Linked DNA regions of Zea mays: region 1 is linked to region 2. A link is a contact called in public Hi-C data. All regions are on one chromosome and are shown on one strand. The core of a region is the stretch at or near the end of the contact, and the rest is flanking DNA. Distances in the headings are between cores, read along the strand shown.

The links. Hi-C and Micro-C count contacts between places; a contact is called where the count stands out from the background.
Region 1: a Hi-C map of ear shows a contact between it and region 2, with 2.2 times the contacts expected there. The contact joins the promoter of LOC100284409 here to the promoter of LOC542713 in region 2. A contact is called at or near these places in 3 of 25 Hi-C or Micro-C datasets (ear, leaf and tassel).

What each region holds. Positions count from the first base shown.
Region 1 is chr1:292,572,490-292,576,940 of Zm-B73-REFERENCE-NAM-5.0, forward strand. It overlaps LOC100284409 (syntaxin 121), which reads left to right and starts at 3,187. Exons shown (of 1, transcript NM_001157304.2): 1 at 3,187-4,451. The coding sequence starts at 3,506. The coding sequence ends at 4,426. It overlaps LOC103644142 (trafficking protein particle complex subunit 8), which reads left to right. Exons shown (of 29, transcript XM_008667340.4): 26 at 271-504; 27 at 643-801; 28 at 1,042-1,148; 29 at 1,237-2,352. The coding sequence ends at 1,765.
Region 2 is chr1:291,929,906-291,934,031 of Zm-B73-REFERENCE-NAM-5.0, forward strand. LOC542713 (ferredoxin NADP reductase 1) reads right to left here and starts at 2,439. Exons shown (of 6, transcript NM_001308480.1): 1 at 2,175-2,439; 2 at 2,016-2,075; 3 at 1,234-1,572; 4 at 614-833. The coding sequence starts at 2,201.

The sequences.
Region 1 (4,451 bases), core at 1,937-4,436, 640 kb after region 2:
CTCTTTATCTCTTAAAAGTTATTCTGTCACATTTATTGATGCACTTTGCATCAGTGAAGCTCCAATTGTTCTCCCAACACAATTACTTTTCCAAGGTGAAATTGAAAGTTTAAGCAATCCAAGATCAAGGCATTTCTAATGGTTTTCGCCCATACTAGTATTCTGTGTTCGTGATCTTCAGATCGAAGGAGGAACAAAGTAGTTATTTGGTGTATGCTATTCTTTTATTGCTTATTTTTCTTTTGGATAAGCATAAGCAATTCTTCACAGGTTTTGCCGTCACTTGACGTATCCTTTTCTGTAAGCACGTCCTCATCAAGATTGCAAGAGTATATTGTTCGCATGGATGTCATGAACAAGACTCCATCAGAGTCATTTGTGCTTCATCAGTTATCATGTGTCGGTGATAAATGGGCAGTTTCAGCATTGGCGGCGTGCAGTTCAATCAACTCTGTTGAAACAGTATCAGAAAATCAGGCTGTGTCGTACTTCTTCAAAATTAAGGTTGAAGGCACATTCTTCAATGAACTGCCAGATACAGAACACTTCGATGGTTTCCATTGTCTTATTCAATGCTCTTGTTTTATAAGTCTTGTGAATTCAAGGTTGTGATATATTTTCCCAATGCATGCTTGTTTGAAGGATTGTGAGGCGGATTCTTGTAAAGAGGCAGAAAGTGATTCCTGCACAAGCGATATGGCTTTGTGTCCAGGAAGTAGCACTGATCTGTTTGACATTGCACGATCTCCTTTTGTTGATTTTCACCATCAAGAAAGATGCAGGCAAGTGAAGATGGCAAAGGTTAGTTCTTATGTTATAATTTATTACACTGATGTTGCATACTTGCATCATTTGACTATTATTTTCTTGCTGGTTCCATGAGTTACCGTCTGATGAATCGATTTCTGGGTAGTTTCTTGACCCAAATATTCAAGGTCAACTTAACACAAACTTGATTGGAAAACTGGCACATGCATAAATTTTTTTGTTATTTTGATCAATGATTAATAAAATTCTGACCTACACTTGATAACTGTTCAGGGGCCATGCAGCCTTCTTGATTTTGTTCTAATCTCAAAGGCAGTTGATAACTCTTCCAAGCCTACTCCAGACTTCGAACTACTTTCTCATCACACATGTCATTGCAGGCAAGTGATAGAACATGTAGTTGGTTGCAATCTTCGTTGGCCTTTGTTGATGTTGAATAATTGCTGATCCCATCTTCTGTTTTCATAGTGCTCTAAGCCAGAACCCTATATGGTGGCTTATGGAAGGGCCTCGGACAATTAGTCATGATTTCTCAAAGTCTTATTGTGAGGCTAACCTCCAATTGGTCATTCACAATTCAGAAGCTCATAAGATTTTGGTGAGAGTGGTCACTTTTGATGTAATTCCAGAGAAAACCGTCCATCCTCATGACTCAACCAGTGCTCAGGGTGGATGGTATGATGTATCACTGGAAAGTGACGTAAAGGCCATCTCTAGTTCCAAGAGTACACATCAAGAGAAGCGATCTTCGAAGAGCATTCCACCATATGTTTGGTGTTCATTGAGTTGTGCTCAAATCGAGCTCCAACCTGACAGTTGTGCTAGAGTTCCTCTAAAAGTGTGCATATTTGCACCGGGCACATACAATTTTTCCAATTATGAGCTGCAATGGAAAGTGCATCTATCTGAGGGACCACATGTGGGTGAAAATGAGAACCGGTTATCTGGCGGTGGTCTAGGCTATCCTTTCTATGTCACTGTCCTTCAAGGTGTCTAAGTAATTATCAGGATTCAAGAAGTACCTTCTTGAGCGTCAATATAGACCAGTGCAAAACTCAGGAACTACACCCAATTGCAACGGGCTGATGATAATAGGTGCCAGCCAGTCCAGTTTGTGCAAAGATCTGCCCCGGAAGTTCCCTGACTGAATATACTTGGATACGCTCATGGTTCTGCTTCGGTACCGATATATTTACACGTCATTTTGAAGGATGAGTTCTGGTGAGTACATGTATACAATTGTCGCTGGGAACAAAAACTAACGGTAATTGCTGGTGGATTTTTGGCAGACAGAATATACCGATAGAAGTTTTGCTTGTCTAATTGTTGATGGTGGCTAGTAGGAGCATATACTATTCCTGTACATCCTGTTTAACTTGTCGCTGCTAGACGATTTCGCAAATGTAGTATGTAGTGGTAGATGGATCCGATAAATTTTCTGTAATTTTGACGAGGTAATCAGGCAATCGTCTCGAGATTGTTGTTGTATGGGCGACAGTATTTTTTCATTGTTTGTACAATCCTTTTAAAAATCATCGTCTGGCCTTGAGCCTTTATGCCATATGGGTATATGTTGATTCCCCTTTTCAGTTCCTCGTATCGACGTCCAGCTGTCCACATCAGGTGCAAGTGTCTGAGGGGTGCTGTTATTTTTGATATTTTCTTTTCTTTCTGATCGTGATGTCGTCTTTTGGAGATCGTAATCACTACGGAATTGCTATGATATTTTGTGTGATGACGTTGTTTTTGGGAGATCATAATCAATACGGAATTGCTGTGGTGACTTCGAAGAGCTAGTGTATCATGTCGCCCCTTTTGCCTCTGATACGAACACATTTGCACTTCTGTAGGGTGCAGTTGTTTTCGGATATCATAACCACTATGTGACTGCTATGATACTCTGTGTGATGACTCTGAATAACATACCATGTGGGTTCTTTTGATACTAGCCAGATGCACGACGGGCTGACGAGCACGGCGCCTTCTGCTCGATCCAGTGCATGCGCCGGCCCGGCCATTTGGCCAGTACCTTCGCCGAGAACTCCTTGATCCTTGTGTGACGCTGACGCAGCATGTCAGCATGTGGTGTAGTACTTGTACTTCTAACTTCTAAGAGATACTCAAGCGACAGTACGACACTATGCTACAGGGTACCGTATCGCCCTTTTCTCTCTTGTCTCGGTGTTACGAGACAGACAAGTGGATCTGTAGCTGTGCAGTTGGGTTGATCGGGTCAGATCAGCCGGTCAGCATGGATCGGATAGTGCCGGGTGGTTGGTAGTTACGGCTCGTTGGATTTCCAGCGAGGCGACCCGGCGAAAGACCTGGACCCGCGCGCCGAATCCCACCACCCATCGCGTCCCCAAGAACCCTCGCTCGTACGTGTCCGTGCCCCCCTCTGCCCTCTCCTTCGTCCCACCTTCCTCCCGCGTTGCCATTTCAGAGCAAGGTGGCGCGCGCCGCCTCCTCATCACACGGTCTCCTCGCCCGCCACGGCGTCACATCACATGGATGCCTCGGCACGGCCGACTCCTTCAACTCCGCGTCCGTCGTCTTGTTCCATCTCGCATGATTGATTGAATCTCCACGCCCCCCTTGTCCAACTACCCCTCCCACTATTTCATTTCATTTCATCCCCCCGATCCAAGAAACCGGCCACCGGGCCGGAGCGAACCCTTAGAAGCGACCTTGGCCCGTGAGGAAGCCAATCAGCCAGAGACAGAACAATCCATCCACCATGAACAGCCTGTTCTCGAGCTCATGGAAGCGCGACGGCGGGGACATCGAGTCCGGCGGCGTGGAGATGTCTGCGCCGCCGGGCGCCGCGGCGGGCGCGAGCCTGGACAGGTTCTTCGAGGACGTGGAGTCCATCAAGGACGAGCTCCGCGACCTGGAGCGCATCCAGCGGTCGCTCCACGACGCCAACGAGGGGGGAAAGTCGATGCACGACGCGGCGGCCGTGCGCGGCCTCCGCGCGCGGATGGACGCGGACGTGGCCGCGGCGATCAAGAAGGCCAAGGTGGTGAAGCTGCGCCTCGAGTCGCTGGACCGCGCCAACGCCGCCAACCGGTCCGTGCCCGGGTGCGGGCCGGGCTCCTCCACCGACCGCACCCGGACGTCCGTCGTGGCCGGGCTGCGCAAGAAGCTCCGGGACTCGATGGAGTCCTTCTCGTCGCTGCGGTCCCGCGTCGCGGCCGAGTACCGGGACACGGTGGCGCGGCGGTACTTCACGGTCACGGGGGCGCAGCCCGACGAGGCGACCCTGGACGCGCTGGCGGAGTCCGGGGAAGGGGAGCGGTTCCTGCAGCGCGCCATCGCGGAGCAGGGCCAGGGGCGCGGGGAGGTGCTGGGCGTGGTGGCGGAGATCCAGGAGCGGCACGGCGCCGTGGCGGGGCTGGAGCGCAGCCTGCTGGAGCTGCAGCAGGTGTTCAACGACATGGCCGTGCTGGTGGCCGCGCAGGGGGAGCAGCTGGACGACATCGAGGGCAACGTCGGCCGCGCCAGGTCCTTCGTCGACCGCGGACGCGAGCAGCTGCAGGTGGCGCGGAAGCACCAGAAGAGCACCCGCAAGTGGACCTGCATCGCCATCCTCATCCTCCTCGTCATCATCCTCGTCATCGTCCTCCCCATCGTGCTCAAGGGCGTCAATAAGAACTAGGCCGCCTGGCCTGCGTAATTCGTTC
Region 2 (4,126 bases), core at 1,189-3,688:
TAAACTAATATGAAAGAACAACCATACTAGCAGAGCAGGCAAATATAAATGCCCAGACAAGCAGTGGCATATCTGAGAAATACTTGGGGAAGAAAACTTTTTAAAAAAATAAAAGAAAATCTGCAGTTGTTGCATGTCGTATGGGCATTCCAGAAGTCTTCACAACATATCATATATCATACAAGTAAAATAAACGTGGAACAAAACAAGACAAACATATAAAGTGCAGGGTCATAGTCATATTTACTGATAAAATTTGCTTCTTGGTAGCAAAAAAATATATATTACATGTCGCCATTTGTTGCAGTAGTTAGTGTTTCAACATGTTCTGCACATGGTTAAATCAGAATGCTGCAAATCTGTGACACCGATAACTACCTCTTGTTTCTTAATGTGTTGGAAGCATGGTTTTTTTTCCTGCTATGTCTTAATTTCATCTCTAGTGTTCCATTGTATAGATTCTAAGAAATGACAAATGGATCATCTACCAGGTGAATTTCAGGGACTACATTAAGAAAAAGAACTAAAGAAGTAGCATTGCGGTTAGGACTAAGAGGCTGTCATAAAACATTATAAACAAACAGGAGTGCCTTTTCATCCATCAGGAAGTTACCTGTTAATTGAATCTTGTCCCCAGGTTTTGAGTTGCACAGGAAATTACTGCAGACACCATTCTTTGAGGGGTCCTCCTTGCCAGTCTCAGGATCATAATAAACTGCACGGCGGACACACAAGCTTCCGGTTCGCCCATCAAAGTTATCTCCATACCTAGTCGATGCAATTGAATAAAGCCGGACATTTTGTGGGGCTCCAGGCTTTTTAGGATTTTCTCCCTAACAGATGAAAGTGCACACAAGGTTCAGAGATCAATGAGCGTGAAGAGAAAATATGATGAGTAATAAAAGGAAATGAATAAAAAAAATAGTAATTTAAGATTAATCGAAACAATTTTTGATGTAAAGATGCCATGTTGTGAATCATAGACCATAACATTTTTTCCCTTTAGCCTGGTCGTCTAACATTATGCCACATGGTATATTGAAAACAATATCTACATATTCGAAAAGGACATCAGTATGCCTATATTTATCTGTAGAGAATAATACATTTAGCAGTTTAGCACCATGCAAAGGTAAAGTTGATTGTTCTTTATACGATAATGACACCAAGTGTGAAGAAAACTAATGTTATGTTCTCAGACAAAGGAAATGACAGAGAGAAGGGAATACTTACAGGAGGAATGACGCCGTAGCTCTGGCCCTCCCAGTACGGCACATTGCCACCATGGTCGATAACGATGTGGCAAGTCTCCCCCGGAGCTTTGGGGCCGACCAGACTCTCCACCGAGACAATGGTGGCCGTGAAGGGCTCCTTGGGCTTGTACGTGTTGAGAGGTGGCTCCTTGGCGCTCTCGAGATGGAGCGGCGCGACGGAGACCTTACTCCTGCTCGCCTGCTGGACGGACATGCAGAGCACCTTGCTGGCGCGCCTGGGCCGCACCGAGCAGCTGCTCTCCCAGGCCAATGTGCCGCCGACCCATGATTTGCTGCCGAAGCTAACATTGTTGTTGCCCTGGAGCACAACGAAAGGCCAAGCTTAGAAGTTAGTGCGCCGTCTATAGCCTTCATCGCCGCGAGTTCAGAATCATCGGCATAGAAATATAGAATAGAATGGCTGACAGGTACACCGCCGAGTTTCAGCAGCGAGCGCTCTGAATTACTGAAGATGTGCATGCAGGGTTACGGATGGCCTATACAAGCCATTCATCAAACCGATCCGCGCAGAACAGCGCCTAGCCTCGATCTAGCAACGGCATCTAACATTCGAGCTCTGACTCCCTGTTGTTACCAATCTAGTACTACGGGAACTACCCATTAGTCAAACTATTCAGTCATCTACCAACCCAGCGCCGCCGCCGCCGCCGCCGCCGCCGACCGAATCGCAGAAGATTCCCTCGTAGGGAGAGAAAAAAAAAAGCAGCAGACGGGGCGAGATTCCGGCGCCGCGGCACGCACCTTGATCCCGGAGCTCCTGGCGCCGCCGTCCGAACCGAAGACCGGCGCCGAGACAGCCACCTGCAGGGCAGGTCAACAGAGAGAGAGAGGGAGGGACGGAGACCGAGTCAGCGGCGCACGAAGCGGAAGCGGGTGCACGGACGGGAGGAGCGCGCGTACCCGGGACGCAGCAGCAGCGGTCGCCATGGCTGGTCAGGAGGGGGGGGGCGAGGGGCGTCGGGCCGGGGAGGGGAGGGTTGATCTGAAGGAGGAGAGGAGTCTCGCCGAAGGGACAAGGGTTTAATAGAGGCGGAGCCGCGGAGGGGACTGGAGGAGGGCCGAGGGCCTCAGTCAGGGCCAGCAGTGAGCTCTTGAGGTGGCGGAAGGGACGACCCGCTCGCTCCCGCTGGTTGGAGAGGCAGTCAGGCAGGGCTGGCTGGTTGGTTGGTTGATTAGCAGCCGCTAACACATTTTTTTATATAAAAAAACAGTCGTTGTCCAAGTTGTGTGCTTTGATGGGGGTCGTATTTGATCTGGGCGTGCTGTGTTGGTGAGCCAGCCCAGCCGTAAGCAGGCACCGAGAGGTGATTGGGCGCTGGGGTCGGCCGAGAGCGGCCGCTCGGGAGCTTCGGGTCCGGTGGCTGCTGGAACGGCCTTGTGGAGGTGTCAAGGGCCACCTTTTGTCTCCGATCACACCGGTCAAAAGAGCACAGAGCGCAAGCCTAACCCAGATGCATGCACGACCTGCAGTGTAGCGCATAGAGATGGCAACGGGTACAAACCCGCTGGGTTTTGCCGTCCCAAACCCGTACCCGTGAAAAATATCCATGCCCGTTAAAAAACCCGTACCCATGACGGGTTTGAGATTTTGCCCAAACCCGTACCCGTCGGGTTAGCGGGTACCCATGGGTTACCCGCGGGTTTCATCTCCAATATACTTGTTCTTCTCATAATCAATAAGTATCGTAATGATTAATGAGATCATGATCCAAAATCTATGTAATGAACAACGAGTTCATGATTTGGTATAAAAATTATTAGTAGAGAGAATGAAATACAAATAATAAGTTGTATAATTAAGTGACCTTGCACTAAGTTATCCATCCACCACATATATAACGCTAGTAAAAACTATAATAGCAAGCAAGCAACACTCTCACCGACTACTGATGCATTCACCAATTGATAAAAATTATGAAGTAAATAAGGAATAACAAGTTTGTTGGTCGTTTATAAAATAAAATGACAATATGCACTAGGTTTGGTCGGGTTTAAAAAACCCACGGGTTCACGGGTTTGGGTACTATAGGAACAAACCCGTACCCATAAACCCGCCGGGTATAGATTTATGCCCATTAACAAACCCATGGGTATGAAAATTGACCCAAACCCGTACCCTAATGGGGTAAAAACCCATCGGGTTTTGGGTTTCGGGTACCCATTGCCATCTCTAGTAGCGCATCACGCCAACGAGAAATGAATAATGCTAATACACACGCCTGGACTTCCCTCACAAGAAGATGCTTTGCTGGCGAGGTTGTGGCTCTTTTTCCATGACGGTTAAATTAAGCTGGGCCTTTTTTTTACAGCCGCTACTAAACACTAAACTAAGCTCCAAAGATTAATAGTGTGTTTGGTTTGAGGAATAAAGTGATTCATCTTCTTCTCATTCACTTTTTTTATTTGGTTTGTGTAATAGAATGAGATGATCCATCACCACCCTATTCCTCATAAACTAATAATTAGTATATAGATGAAGAGTGGGTTGATTCCACCAAAATTGATGGAATGAACTTAAGATACATCACCTCATGAAGTATAGAGTGACTCCACGAACCAAATACACTATAAGGGCTTGTTCGGTTAGCTCTCAATCCATGTGGATTGAGTGGAATTGGATGTGTTTGAATCCCAAACAAGTCAAAGTTTTTCTCAATTTTTTCCAATCTCATTCAATCCATGTGTATTGGGAATAACCGAACAAGCCCTAAATGTATTTTCAGTAATGGTCTGGTACGTTGGTAAATACCGCTTTCCAAAGCTCGCTGCCCACATCAATAGCACGCATACAGAAAGGAACTTTCACAAGTCAGCAGAAACGCAACGGCTCTATGATCATCTAACTGCACATA